Linked DNA regions of Mus musculus: region 2 is linked to region 1. The links are chromatin contacts, called in public promoter capture Hi-C maps. All regions are on one chromosome and are shown on one strand. The core of a region is the stretch at or near the end of the contact, and the rest is flanking DNA. Distances in the headings are between cores, read along the strand shown. Region 1 overlaps Glg1 (golgi apparatus protein 1). Region 2 holds the start of Rfwd3 (ring finger and WD repeat domain 3).

Evidence for each region. Promoter capture Hi-C pulls out the DNA fragments that hold promoters and counts their contacts.
Region 2: a promoter capture Hi-C map of 3T3-L1-derived adipocytes shows a contact between it and region 1, with 5 times the contacts expected there. The contact joins the promoter of Rfwd3 here to the enhancer-like site in region 1. A contact is called at or near these places in 17 of 39 promoter capture datasets (the 3T3-L1 cell line, 3T3-L1-derived adipocytes, the C10 cell line and 11 more), 32 of 484 Hi-C or Micro-C datasets (the 3T3-L1 cell line, 3T3-L1-derived adipocytes, the AML12 cell line and 25 more), 3 of 115 datasets of contacts at active chromatin or transcription factors (bone marrow-derived macrophages, embryonic stem cells and stem cell-derived neural progenitor cells) and 4 of 9 other capture datasets (adipose tissue, liver, macrophages and 1 more).

The regions. Positions count from the first base shown.
Region 1 is chr8:111,180,589-111,187,675 of GRCm38.p6, reverse strand. Glg1 (golgi apparatus protein 1) reads left to right here. Exons shown (of 26, transcript NM_009149.3): 9 at 5,024-5,145; 10 at 6,640-6,741. Among named protein-coding and RNA genes, the nearest start is that of 9430091E24Rik, 39 kb to the right of the region's middle. Within about 2 kb of position 2,150, at least 100 of the 459 cell types and tissues checked have an H3K27ac peak or open chromatin away from gene starts, as enhancers often do. A contact at or near this core is called in 3T3-L1-derived adipocytes, the AML12 cell line, the HL-1 cell line and 6 more, where this site is marked.
Region 2 is chr8:111,298,623-111,305,787 of GRCm38.p6, reverse strand. It overlaps Rfwd3 (ring finger and WD repeat domain 3), which reads left to right and starts at 5,566. Exons shown (of 13, transcript NM_146218.4): 1 at 5,566-5,653. The coding sequence starts at 5,608.

The sequences.
Region 1 (7,087 bases), core at 901-3,400:
TTAGGATTACTATTGCTGTGATGAAACACCATAACCAAAACAGCTGGGAAGAAAGGGTTATTTTAAATGCTTGTTCTTTCACATCGTACTCCACCATCATTGAAGGAAGTCTAGGCAGGAACTCAAGCAGGAATCTGGATGCAGGAACTGATATGGAGGCCATAGAGGATTGCTGCTTACTGGCTTTGGCTTGCTCAGCTTACTTTTTTATAGAACCCAGGACCATCTGCCCAGAGGTGGCACCACCCACAGTGAACTGGGCACTCAATTGCTAATTAAGAAGATGCCCCTGAGCTGAGCCGGGTGTGGTGGCACATGCTTTTAATCCCAGCACTGAGTTCGAGGCCAGCCTGGTCTACAGAGTGAGTTCCAGGACAGCCAGGGCTACACAGAGAAGCCCTGTCTCAAAAAACCAAAAAAAAAAAACAAACAAAAAAAAAATTGCTGTGGAGCTAGGTAAAGGAAATCCATTGTTTTCCTGTTTCTAAAGAACTTGCCAGTTTGGATTACGAAAGACAGAATAAAGGCAAATCACTTTCTTCAAAATGAGAGGCTATTAGGAGAAGAGAACTTGCCTGTCTTAACAAGTTTGATTGAGTTGAAATTGAGAGTTGACATGAATGGAAAATTTCTGCCAGTTTACTTTTTTACGATATGCCACAAGTCTGAAGGATCATCCTCAGAATCAAGTGTCTTTATTGATTAAATCAGGGAAACTATAAGCAGAAAGATCTGTCTTTCACCAGCTCCAAACTTTACAAACAAGAATATAAAGATAGTCTTTTCCACAAACACTTAGCTTTCGTATTGCTATATAACATGAATGCAACCATGAGGTCAGTCCCCTACATCAGAAAAAGGACTTGCTTTTTCTGGGAGAAAATGAAGTGACTCTTGATCCTGTGTTTATGAGCAGCGCAGTCCTGCAGATCACAGTACAGAGTCAGCACAGTGCATGCAGAACATCGTCTCCTGCCTTTGACCATGTTTGTTATTTGTATGGGTTAAATCTCCTGCAGTTTAGCATACCAGGTGCAAGCCTCTACAACATAGCACTCTCTGCAATGACTTTCCCTTTTAAAGCAGGAAAGATACTTTAGTTTTATAACCTAAGTCACGCTTTAGGAAACCACAATTCATTTGTTACTTTGTTTTGGCTATTTTTATTAAACACTAAATACTACTTGAATTTTCTTTTCTTCTTCTCTCTCCTTTTTTTTAAAATGGTTTGAAGGCATTTATTGTAGAAAGGCAGCCACGTGGAGGGGGGAAGGAAAGGGGAGAAGGAGAGCAAGAGGTAAGAGACAAGGAGAGAGCAAGAGCTTAAGAGCAAATTTTATTTTCTAGTTAATCATGTAAAATCAAATTTGTACAGTTGGGCTGGAGAGATGGCTCAGCGGTTAAGAGCACTGACTGCTCTTCCAAAGGTCCTGAGTTCAAATCCCAGCAACCACATGGTGGCTCACAACCATCCCTAATGAGATCTGACGCCCTCTTCTGGGGTTTCTGAAGACAGCTGCAGTGTACTTAATAAATAAAGAAATAAATCTTTAAAAAATTTTTTTTTGTACAGTCTATAACAATTTTATAGTCTGAAATACAAGTTTACATGAGCTTTAGATATGGAGTCAGGTTTTGTTAACCATGACCCAAAGTAGATACTAACAGCAGTTACATTGTGCATGTCGGTGCTGGGATGGGAAGACCAGTGCAGCCTCTTCTCTCAAACAGCAGAATCAGCTGGAGGGCTGCTCTGGAGGCTGCAGTGAGACTGTGAGGATGAGTGTGCTGTGCTCCTCTGCAGTCCTGTTTGTTGGCAGTTGCCCCGGGTGCCCTTTGTGCCAGTGAATATGCCTGGCTGCAGTCCAGGATGAATCAGGAGACGGCCTCTGCTGTGTTTGCTTTTCATCCTTAATTCCATCTAGTAAGGTTGTGGAAGGAGGATAGGAAAAAAGGAATCTATCTATAGTAAGCTTACACCTATTGTAAAAATGTTCAGGAAAAAAATAGACTGGACTCAACTCTGTTTTGAGGCACATAGTTCACTATGAGGTTTTTGGAAAGTTAGCTTCGTTAAAAGAACTAGTGACTCAGCTTCAAAGATAAATAAGTTCCGCCTACACCACCCTTTGTGCCCAGAAGAAGAAAGTGCTTTCCAAACCCAGAGGGCAAGCACAAATAGTGAACTGTGTGGTTTTGACTGCATTAAGACTGCTTAGGAAGGAAGCACTTCATTTTTATTGTATGGATTCTATTTTTTAAAAGCCTTTTCTCACAAAAACTAAAGGCAATTTTTCCAGAAGGATAGAGTCGTCCTTTGTCTTCTATATTATCTAGCCTTAGTCAAACTGAAGAATATCTTTGAGCAATTTGGGTGGGTTTCTTTTTACTTTGAAAGTTTTATTCCTTGACACAACAGACTTCAACATCTGTCTCTAGATTAATTTAATGAACTGGTAATGGTTATCAGCAAGTGCTGAACTGTAAAGTATGTGGATAATTATTATCCTAATGAGTGTCCACTCCTCCAGATTTACCACAGTTACGACAGGGCTATGACTAGCCTATGCTTCTCACATCAAGGATGGCTGCATAATGCATTCTCCAGACCAAGTCTCTCCGGAGCTTTGCTCGGGGTTTTTTTGTTAATATCAGGGGCCAGAATGTATATACAATCATAACATCAGTTTATAGTCTATTTTTCCTTTTTTTTTTTTTTTTGTTTTTGTTTTTGTTTTTGTTTTGAGATAGGGTCTCTTTATGTAGCCCTGACTATCCTAGAACTTGCTATGTAGATCAAGCTAACCTCGAATTCACCGAGATCCAATTGCCTCTACCTCCCAAAGCCTCAGATTAAAGGGGTTCCTTCATCATTGCACCTGGCTCAGTTTGTATTCCAATTGCATATTTTCCTCACTCCCTACACTGAATTCTAGAATGGCAATAATTCCTTGAATTATTAGCCTACTAGATGCCATGGGATACTAGAAAAAAGATATTACTATCTTGATCTTGGTCATCCGGTGTCAAAATTTGCTCACAAAGTTATTTTTCTACCAGCAAGCTATAATATTCTTTAGCTTTTCCAAATTACCAACAATAATTTATAGAAATACTTTCTATCCCAGAATATTGACATTTTCCCTATATTTCTCTCTTAATGATTTTTTTCTAGGATAATAGAATTGGGATCTTTATTTTATCTAAAATCTGTATGTATGTAAAGGGGCCAGAGCTTTGTTATGAACCATTGTGGGATCCCAGGTCAGATGTGTACAGATCAGAAAAGGCTCCAAGAAAGGGTAAACCAGTGACACAGAGCATGTCTAAACGTGTTTGTTTGTTTGTTTATTTGTTAAAACGGGGTTTCTCTGTGTGGCTCAGGCTGTCCCAAAACTCACTCTGTAGACCAGGCTAACCTGGAACTCAGTGATTCAACAGCCTTGCCTCCTGAGTGCTGGGATTAAAGGCACATTCCCCTCCTCTTCCCCCCCACCCATGCCCCCACCTCCCGTGCTGAAGTATCTAATTCTTAAGGATGGAGAAAAAAAAAAGAAAAGAAATTAAAACAGTAAGGGTTGTAATTTCTATTTTTCTTTCTCTATTTAAGATTCCCACTCCACAGCCCCATCTGCTACCCATCTGTGGTAATAGTGATCTTCTATCTATAAAATGCTTTGCAGTTGACCTTACTTTGTTTCATGTGGTATCAACATCTGTCTGTCTATCCGTTCTCGGATACAATATCACTGTGTAGCTGTCTTGGAACTCTAAACCAGGCTGGCCTTGAACTCACCTGTCTCTACGTCCTGAGTGCTGTGATTAAAGACATACATCACCACACTTGGCCATTTCTTAAAATCTGTAATTGAAAGAACTAAAATTTGGAGCTGGAGAGATGGTTCTGGGGTTAAAATTCGTACTGGTGGCTCTACCAGAGAGTCTGAGTTGAGTTCCCAGCATTCTCATATAACTAAAAACATCTGTAGCTCCAGTCCCAAGGAACCTGATGCCTTCTGCTGGCCTCCACAGGCACTGTATGTGCACAGGTTAGACAGACATACATGTGGGCAAAACACTTGTACACATAAAATAAAAATAAAAATAAAAAAGAGGGAGGGAGTAAAAAACTCAGTGGCACATGAGACTGTCCAACTCTCACAGCTCAGGTAGCACAGAACAGACCAGGACTTGCACTTGGTCTTCTGATCCATAGTCTCTTCAGTCCTCCACTCTGAGGCCCCTGTTTCCTGCCTTTATCTCCAGTAAGGGATGGGCCAAGTGCAAGTAGATGGGAAGAGTGCACTTTTATTCTTAGGTATTTTACAGCAAGCATTCTGTGCTAATGCTTGTGGTATAAATATAGTAGGTAAAAGGTAATAACTTGTAAGCATTCTTTTCTTTTCTCGTTTTTGTTCTTGAGTCTGTCAGTCTGCTTTTTAGGATAGGATTTCTCGGTGTACCCGCCCTGGCTGGAACTCCTCTGTAGATCAGGTTGGCCTTTGAACTCAGAAATCTTCCTGCTGCTGCCTCCAGAGTGCTGGGATTTAAGTTGTGAGCTACCACTGTCCAGCACAGTCTTGTTTTCTAATTCCAGCTATGAGTTAATTGAAATCTCTCACATCTACCTTAATAAAACATAGTATGCTTGTTATGACACCGATGTCATTGCAGCAACATTTACAGCCTTTTTAGGATCAAATTGTTCTCTAATTGAGATGTCTTTTCTTTTACTTGTTTCAACTCTGGCTTCCTTTGGAGTGAACTTGCATAGCCATGTTTTTCAGACTTGTTTTGCAGATGACCAAGTAAATCTTCAAGTTCCACAATGACTTCAACAGAAAACCCAGGGCAAGTGGAAAATGGAGAAAAAAATTGGAAAATGTTACAACAGTGTTTTCCAACATAGCTAGTAACATCTGTAGATGTTTGTTTGGGTTGTGTTATGATGGTTGGACTGAGCATCTGCTGGGTGACATTGCTCTTCTCTGTGCCTAAACTACCTTTTTTTCCCTCAATCCAGCTTCAGACACTGATTCAGGAGACTGACCCTGGTGCAGACTACCGCATTGATCGAGCTTTGAATGAAGCTTGTGAGTCTGTAATACAGACAGCCTGCAAACACATACGATCCGGAGACCCAATGTAGGTTCACTCTCCATATTGTGTTTTATTTGCCAACACAGAGAACATTCCCCTCGAGTGGCTTTTGAGTAGTGTAATATCTTGACTAACATTTTGTTGAACATGGACACACACCAAACTTTTGCTAAAACTAATATTGAGACTGAGACTTCTGATCTGCCTTACCCATGATATAGAGACACTCAGACCCAGAACTATGATGGCAGTTGTTGACAGTGACTGGGCATATAGGACCTATTAGTCATTGAGTAACTTCCTGTAATTCAGAGACTCTCAGGGCATCAGGATAAAGTGAAACACTTGGCACTGTGACTGTCTCATGCTTGCTTGTTTGTTTGTTTGTTTGTTTGTTTGTTTTCCGAGACTTGGTTTCTCTGTGAACCCTGGCTGTCCTGTAACTCAAACTCAGAGACCTGCCTGCCTCTGCCTCCCAAGTGCTGAGATAAAAGGTGTGCACTACACCTAGCATCTTACAGTTTTTGTGTTTAGATGATGTATAGATGTAGATGAGCATAGATAGAATGTTTATAGTATAGTAGCCATGGCAACCAGAAGAGGGACAGGGGAAGGGAAGGAGATTCATTTTACATTTATGGGTGTTTTCCCTGCATGCATGTCTATGTACTACTTGCTTGCCTGGTAACACACAGTAGTCAGAAAATGGTGTCAGATTTCCTGTAACCAGAACAGTTATGGGGGTGCTGGGAATTGAGTTGAATCCTGTTGATGAACAATCTGTGCTCTTAAACACTAACACATCTCTCCATCCCCAGCATCTTTAATTAAATATGATATGTGGCGCTTTGCTGGGTTTTGATTTGAACAAATATTTTAAAAGACATGAGATAGTTGAAAATATTTAAGATGTGGGGCAACAAGGTTATGTTTGCTTGCTTTCTTGCTTGCTTTGTTTGTTTTTTGAGACAGTTTCTCTGTATAGCCCTGGCTGTCCTGCCACTCGAACTATAGACCAGGCTGGCCTCGAACTTGATGGAGATCCTCCTGCATGTTTTCTAAGTGCTAGGATTAAAGGCCTGTGTCACCACTGCCTGCCCTAGGTGTTTATTTTATATGATGTGTTTACCTTTTTATTGTTGTTATTGATATGACAGTGATCTCAAATTTTAGAGAAATAGACTGAAGTATTTACTGAGCTATGCTTCAAATATCAGCAGAAGACACTGAGTTAAAACACATTTAGTTGCAGGATCACCAAAGCTCTGGAGAACAGAAGTGGCCTGTACACTATTCTCTACTCTTGCATATGTTGGAATGTTTTCATACTAAATAAAAATAAAGCTGCTACATAGGTCTTACATATGCAGAGTTTGAAGTCCAAAATGGCTTTAAACTGGTAGAAGAAATAATTACTGACAAGATCAGTTAATTTGTGTGATTCTCAATCATGTCACCCTGGGGAATGCGTATTGAAATGATTTTAGAAGCCTGTCGTCAAAACACTTCTTCATTACAATCTACCTCTTTAATGACCAGGATTCTCTCATGTCTGATGGAGCATTTATACACAGAGAAGATGGTGGAAGACTGTGAACACCGGCTCTTAGAGCTACAGTATTTTATCTCTCGGGATTGGAAGTGAGTATTTTAAAAATAGTGGAAGGCACTGCCTCATTCTGTTCCCTTGTGTGGTCAATATCAAAAGAATGGGTGTGTGTATGGGGAAGAAGTTAATAGTTTATCAGTGTGTACATATGCATGCTATGTGTCTGTTTGCCTCAGCGAGCAGTTGAGAGTCAGAGAACAACTTTATAGAGTCTGTTCTCTTGCCTCCACTCTTAAATAGGTTCTGAGAATCAAACTAGGGTCACCAGGCTTAAACCATAAAGTGCTTTATCCACTGAACCATCTCAGCAGTCCACATGAGGTTTAAACCCAGGGCTTTATACTGTAGAGTGTACACTCCTCTACTAAGCTGTGTCCC
Region 2 (7,165 bases), core at 4,317-6,816, 110 kb before region 1:
GGGCATCAGATCTCATTACAGATGGTTGTGAGCCCTCATGTGATTGCTGGGATTTGAACTTGTGACCTTCAGAAGAGCAGTCAGCACTCTTAACCGCTGAGCCATCTCTCCAGCCCCCCATTTATGCATTTAAAACCGACAAAATTTTAATTTCAAGAGAGGAGCACCTTGCTACCTGTTTAATTCCATTCTCATGGGCACAGAAGTTTTGTAGCAGAAGGAGCCATGGGCTTTCTTACCAGAGAAGCCAAGAATCTGCTGCTGTCCCTTTAAGAGCTGCTGGCTTGCTGCTAGCCCTGTCCAGGCAGGAGGCAGGGCTCCAAGGACAGCAGGAGTTTAATCAGCTTTTGTTTCAATCGGGCACTTTTTTCTAAAAATCCTTGAAACAAATTAAAACTAAATCAGGGAGTAAACGGCCAGTAGATGAAGTTTTAGCCTTTTTTTTTTTCCTGAATATGAAACACAGAGCAACAATCAAGCAACAAAATGAAGTCACAGACAAACTGATAGATGTGGACAGACTAGTGGGCCAAGGACAACCAATAGAACTGGGGGAGGGGACGAGAACCAGATGTCTCACTGAAGGGACCCAGATCCAGAACCAGGCATTCTCCTCATGGGAACCAGAGAGGAAGCCAAATGTCTCCTGACCTCCCTTCTGCTGCATCTAGCCCTCCTCTTTTGGGTCTCCAAAAGTCTAGACCAAATAAGAAACAAGAACAAACCAGGAAAGAGAACTGCAGGGGTACCAGAAACTCTGCTCCTCATGGTGGGATCCAGCTTGGTGGCATTCACCAGCAATAACTGAGGGGTGCTTGAGGGTAAGGGACATGCCCAGCCAATGCACCAAATGTTGGGTTCAGGAATCGCCACACAAACCAGGCAAACACCCATCTCAGTTAAGCAAAAAGGCAGCATACTCCAAGAGTGATTGATCGGGACCATAAAAAAGGACTCACGAGCTTAATTCTGGTACCAGTCTCTTCTTAGGGCAGGCTGTTTTGTTTTGTTTTGTTTTGTTTTGTTTTGTTTTGTTTTGTTTTTTGAGACAGGGTTTCTCAGCCTTAGCTGTCCTGGAACTCACTCTGTAGACCAGGCTGACCTCGAACTCAGAAATCCACCTGCCTCTGCCTCCCAAATGCTGGGATTAAAGGCATGTGCCACTACTGCCTGGCTCGGGCAGGCTTTTTATAGGAAAAAACCAAGTTCAGCAGTTCAGAAGCCAAGAGTAGAGGCAATACTACATTTTGGATAACTAGACAAAGTATCATTAGCTGACCCTTTAAGCTGATTGGTACTGAGGGAGGTAGGCGGGGTGGTGGATGGGTGGTGAACAGGGGAGTTTCAGAGCACTAAGATGCCAGAGCCTGAGTAGTACAACCATAGTGTTATGACCTTTTAGGAGAATTTTTCAGTGTCAGCTCTGGACAATCACTTCTGGGAAGCAGTATGAGAACCTGAGCTTAATTTCACCTTATGAGCAAAAATGGAGACCGAATACAAAATGGCTGCAGTTATTTTAAAAGGAGCAGGCCTCAACAATGGGGTTGCAACTTGACCCCTTTACTCAATTACATTAACAACAGCTTTCCATTGTTGATGTTCCTTCACCGCTTCGGACCCTCCTGCCTCTACCTCCTGAGCACTGGGACGACAGGCGTATAATAACATATCCAGCTCGCTTGTTTTCTCTCTTGAAATGTGTTCCTCCACTTGAAGCCTGCTTTCCGCACACCCGATTCAGAAGTGAAGACCTGATTGTGCCTAAGTCTACAGAGTGCGTTCTCTGGGACCTCTGCTGGATTGTCCCTCTCACCCCAACCCTCCTCCAACACACACACACACACACACACACACACACACACACACACACACACACTATACTTACAGCTGCTATTCCAAGGACTCAAACTATTCCAAGCTCTGTCTTCTGGTTTTCCTTCTTTCTTTTCTCTCTGACTTCCAATCTAATTCTAAGTTTTTCTCCAAGGGTTAGCCACACAGATGATGCTGTGTGGGACTCACTATCAGTACAAATGCCACAGAACACGGGTTACTTCTCTTCTGTCATGCTTTTTTCTCCATTACAAACCCTCCCTCTAGTTGGGGCCTGCCAGTAACTCCTTTCCATTGTCTTCGGTTGGCAAAATGAGTGGCTTTCTTGAGAGCCTAAAGCTGTGATCTTGTGGGACCCCGACTTAGAGCATTTCTCCCTGGAAGGTAAAGCCCCTGGACATTCCCCAAGCTTGTTTTTCCTGATCTCTAAAAATACAGCCAGAAAGAAGCTCTTTGTTCTCTAGAGCCAGCAAAAAGCCTTTTTGTTTCTGTATTTTACAACCAGAGATGCCTGCCTTCCTGTGCCGAGGACACGGAGATAAAAATTCAGAAAGAACTCACTCCCCACTCCTGCCTTGTAAATTTCACCAAGGACACCCAGAAGAGAAGAACTCTCTTCCCAACTCCTCCCAACTCTTCTTGACTCCTCCCAACTCTCTTCTTCCCAACTCCTCCTAATTCCTCAGCTAGCTGTTAAAAGCCCCCTACTGTCACCACTCTGGGTTGAACTCCCCTGCCCTAATCCCATCACTTGGGAGGCAGAGGCAGGCAGATCTCTGAGTCTGAGGTTAGTTTGATCTACAGAGTGAGTTCCTGGAAGCTAGGGCTATACAGAGAAACCCTATCCAGAGAAATAAAATAAAATAAAATAAAATAAAATATAAAATAAAATAAAATACAGTGCTGGTTATTGAATCTACGGCCTTGTGTGAAAGCAATCTACCAGTAGAAGTACATCCCCTGCATCCAATTTTGCATTTTAAAGTATACATACATACATACATACATACATACATACATACATACATAAGACTAGGGATGCCTTCAGAAACTAGACGTGTCAGATCGCCTGGAGCTGGAGTTACAAAGGGTTAGAAGCTGCCTTATGTGGATTCTGGGAAACAAACTGAAGAGCCGCAAGTGTTCTTATCCATCGAACCTTCTCTCTGACCCCTTGTTTTAAGGACAGGATCTTACTCTGTAGCCCAGACTGGCCTGAAACTTCCTATGTAGCCCAGACTTGCTCAAACTTACAACAATTCTACTGCTTCAGTCTCTTAAATGCTGGGAATTTGCATGGTTCAAATTTCTTTTACCATGTGATATGGTACCAATGTACTTACAATTATTGTTGTTGTTGAAGTACTGGATCTTGAACCCAGGGCCTCAGAGATGCTAGGCAAATGCTTTACCATTGTGCTACACTTATTAATTTCTTAATTAAAAAATTTTGGGGTGGGGTATAAATAAATAAATAAATAAATAATTTCCAGGAGATTGTTCAGTATTTGATCATGGGCCTATGTATTCTGCTATGTGAAAAGTAGTTCGGAATTAGAGAGATCAGCAGTTACAAGCACACTGCCCTTCCAGAGGACCCAGGTTCAATTGTACACATCAAAATGGCAGCTCACAACAGTCTGTAACTCCAATTCCAAGAGATCTGAAGACCTCACACAGGCATACATGCAAACAAAACACCAATGCACATTTAAAAGACATGATAAAAATCCAAAGTCTAGAGAATACTTATAAATCCCAGCACCAAGGAAGAAACTCAGGAAGATTGGGAGTTCAAGGACAGCTGGGTCCACCTGGGCTATAAGAGACTGTCTCAGAAAAGAAAAGGAATTCAAGATATATTTACGTTTCTTATCTATATTTAAATAATTTTTAAAGATTTATTTATTATACATAGGTACACTGTAACTGACCTCAGACTTACCAGAAGAGGGCATCAGACCTCATTACGGGTAGTTGTGAGGCACCATGTGGTTGCTGGGATTTGAACTCAGGACCTTCGGAAGATCAGTCAGTGCTCTTACCTGTTGAGCCATCTCTCCAGTCCTATATTTAAATATTTTACATAAAGCTAATAAAGACTTTGATGGCTAGAGTCAAATTTTCTGTTTGCTTCCTTTCATTGTGTAATTAGCCAACAAAGAGAACCGTTCAAGATTTTTCTTCCTGGTCCACAAAATATCCGTGTACATACAAAAATAAAAAAATCCTTTCTCCTGCTGGGCGTGGTGGCGCACTCCTTTAATCCCCGCACTCGGGAGGCAGAGGCAGGCAGATTTCTGAGTTCGAGGCCAGCCTGGTCTACAAAGTGAGTTCCAAGGCAGCCAGGGCTATACAGAGAAACCCTGTATCGAAAAACAAACAAACAAACAAACAAACAAAAATCCTTTCTCCTTATTTTAGCCACTCGGGACACCAGCAGCAGCTTGTTCTGATAGCAAGAAAAGGGAAAGGATAACTGTCGGTACACGGGGAACTGAAGAAGTGGCTCACAGGTAGAAAACTGGCTGCTAGTCCCCAGGCTCCGTTCCCAGCACTTACTTATTTTCTGTATATGAGTACACGGTTGCTGTCCTCAGACACACCAGTAGAGGGCACCAGATCCCACTGATGTTTGTGAACCACCATGTTCCTGGGAATTGAACTCAGGACTTTTGGAAGAGCATTACAGTGATGTTAACCACTGAGCCATCCCCTCAGCACTGTGAAGAGGGCTTTTGGGTTGTTTGTTTGTTTGTTTGTTTGTTTAAAGACCTTTAAGTAAGATTTCCTTCTTCAGAAACATGTTTGGAAAATCTTACGTGACAATTTATATTTCCAAGCCATTTATCATAGTAGTTTTCAAGTTGAAGACATTGTGCAAGATTTAAAAAAAAAATTTTTTTTTCCGACCATTGCGGACAAGTTGCTCAACCCAATGAGAGACTCTACAGGCTCTGGAACTCTGGGGACAAACTTTTAAAATCATCGATAAACTCTTTAATAAAACCTTAGGAAGAAGCAGGGGAAGTCACTTTTAAAGAATTATTTATTTATTTTATGTATATGAGTACACTGTTGCTGTCTTCAGACACACCAGAAGAGGGCATCTGATCCCATTACAGGTGGTTGTGAGCCACCATGTGGTTGCTGGGACTTGAACTCAGAACCTCTGAAAGAGCAGTCAGTGCTCTTAACCACTGAGCCATCTCCCCAGCCCCCGGGAAGTCACTTTTAACATTTTCTTTCTTTCTTTATTTTCTTTTCTTTTTTTGGTTTTTCGAGACAGGGTTTCTCTGTATAGCCCTGGCTGTCCTGGAACTCACTTTGTAGACCAGGCTGGCCTCTGCCTCCCTGAGATTAAAGGCGTGAGCCATCACCGCCCGGCCACTTTTAACATTTTTCACTCTCAGTAGAAGAGGAAGGGGAAAAAAAAAAAAAAAAAAACCAACTCTCTTCCTCAGGGCTTCTTCCCGCCGAACAGTTCAAAGGAAGGGGCGCGAGATGGCGGACTCCGCACGACTACCAATTGCAGGAGGCGCCTTGGCCGGAGGTTCTCGCCCAGAAATGTATCAAAGGCTGACCAATGAGGGCGCCACTATTTCAGCTGGCGGCGACCGACGGAAGAAGAAGAGAAGAGATTGGTCGCCGTCCGCAGTGGCTGGCCAATAGGAGCTCGCCGAGCCGCGGCTCCAGCGGGGGCGCCTCAGGGTCCAGAAGAGCTGCTGGGCGCGGGCGGAGCGGGTGCGCAGTAGGGGATGCGCGGTAACGATGGCCGAAGTCGCGGTCGGCCAGGCGTCCGACTTGGTCCCCTCAGGTGAGGCTGCTCCCTGCTTCTTCTCCGCCCTGGGGGCCTCTGGATGCGGGTGGTGGTCCCTTGCTCTGCGGCTGCTCACGGGGCCCAGCGAGGTGGGCGGAGGGCGCGCTGGGAGCTCGGCGGTCTCCTTCGGTCCGGCCTGAGGACCTCGACCTTCTTCCTCCTCCTTTCCTGAGGAATGGGGGGTGGGGGAGAGCTCGGGAGGAGCTGAGACGGGGCTCGGCTCGCACCGATTGCGGACCCTCCACGGAGTCGTTCTCCGGGTGCTTCCCGCGCGGGTCGAGCCCCGGTGACTGACTCTTTGACCCTTGTCGCTCGCTGTTTTAACTTTTATCACCGCAGCGGAACTGCGACCGAAGGATATTTTCATTCTCCTCTTCCTGCGGGGAGGCGGGCGTGGGCAGACAGGTTAGGAAACTTAACTTTGGTTCCGCAGCTACTAACAGGGCGAGCCTGGATACGAACCCGGGTCTGACTGAATCCCCGCGGGCTCCCGGCGACCTGTTTATTGGGGCAGCCGTCGCTCCCGCCTTCTGTGTTTATCGAAACCAAAGCTTAGCAAGGGTGGGGGGCAGAGGTGGAGTTCACGGTCTGAGGGCCGCTGACTTTTCGGGGCCATCGGACTAGCGTTTGTGTCACTTAAAGAAGGGGCTCATACGAGCACGAGCCCAGGATTTGGGGAACGTGTTTTGTTTTTGGATGTGTGTGTGTGTGTGTGTGTGTGTGTGATTGAGGAACTAAATTGTAAACTTTAAATAGCAGCCTGTAAGAAGCACTGTTCAGAGAGGACAGTTAAGTGCATCTAGACCTAACTTAGGCATGCTTATTTGTGACAGTCCCCCTCTGGAATCCGGACTGCTCTCAAACTTGAGGCAATCCTCCTCTCTCTCTCTAATGATGGAATTACAGTTTTGAGGAAATATGCAAGGAGTATGGGGGGGGGGAGCTATTTTTAAAAGATAATTCTTGTGAGGATGTCGTTAAACTTTAGAGCCATATTAAAAGCATCAGTTCACATATTTTTGAGTAGTGAAGAGCTTAATTTTTAAAGCCTATCACCTTTTTTGCATAAAAATTTAAAATTGATAAGATTCTTTTCTAGAAGTCTGCTAGAGTTTTAGTAGTGAACAGCTCCTGGTATATTCTTGATTGTAGCTTTTGGTTTATCATTTTGGACTTTTTTTCCTTGTGTTTTTGAGAAGTGGAAGACACGATCAGTATTATTTAGCACCAGCAGTGACAGTCAATGGATGCTGTGTGAACTTCACTGCTGTTACCTTCTAGTTGAAATCAGAACTGGTTGCTCTCTAGACATGCCATGGAAGGAAGTTTTATTTTAAAATACTGAACAGTGCTAAAAATTAGAATAAGAAAAAAAACCTGCATTTATTACTCAGGTCTAATGAATCTTAGACTTTATTTTTTAGTTAATTAAATTTATTTCTTAAGGGCTGGAGAGATGGCTCAGTGGTTAAGAGCCACTAACTGCTCTTCCAAAGGTCCTGAGTTCAA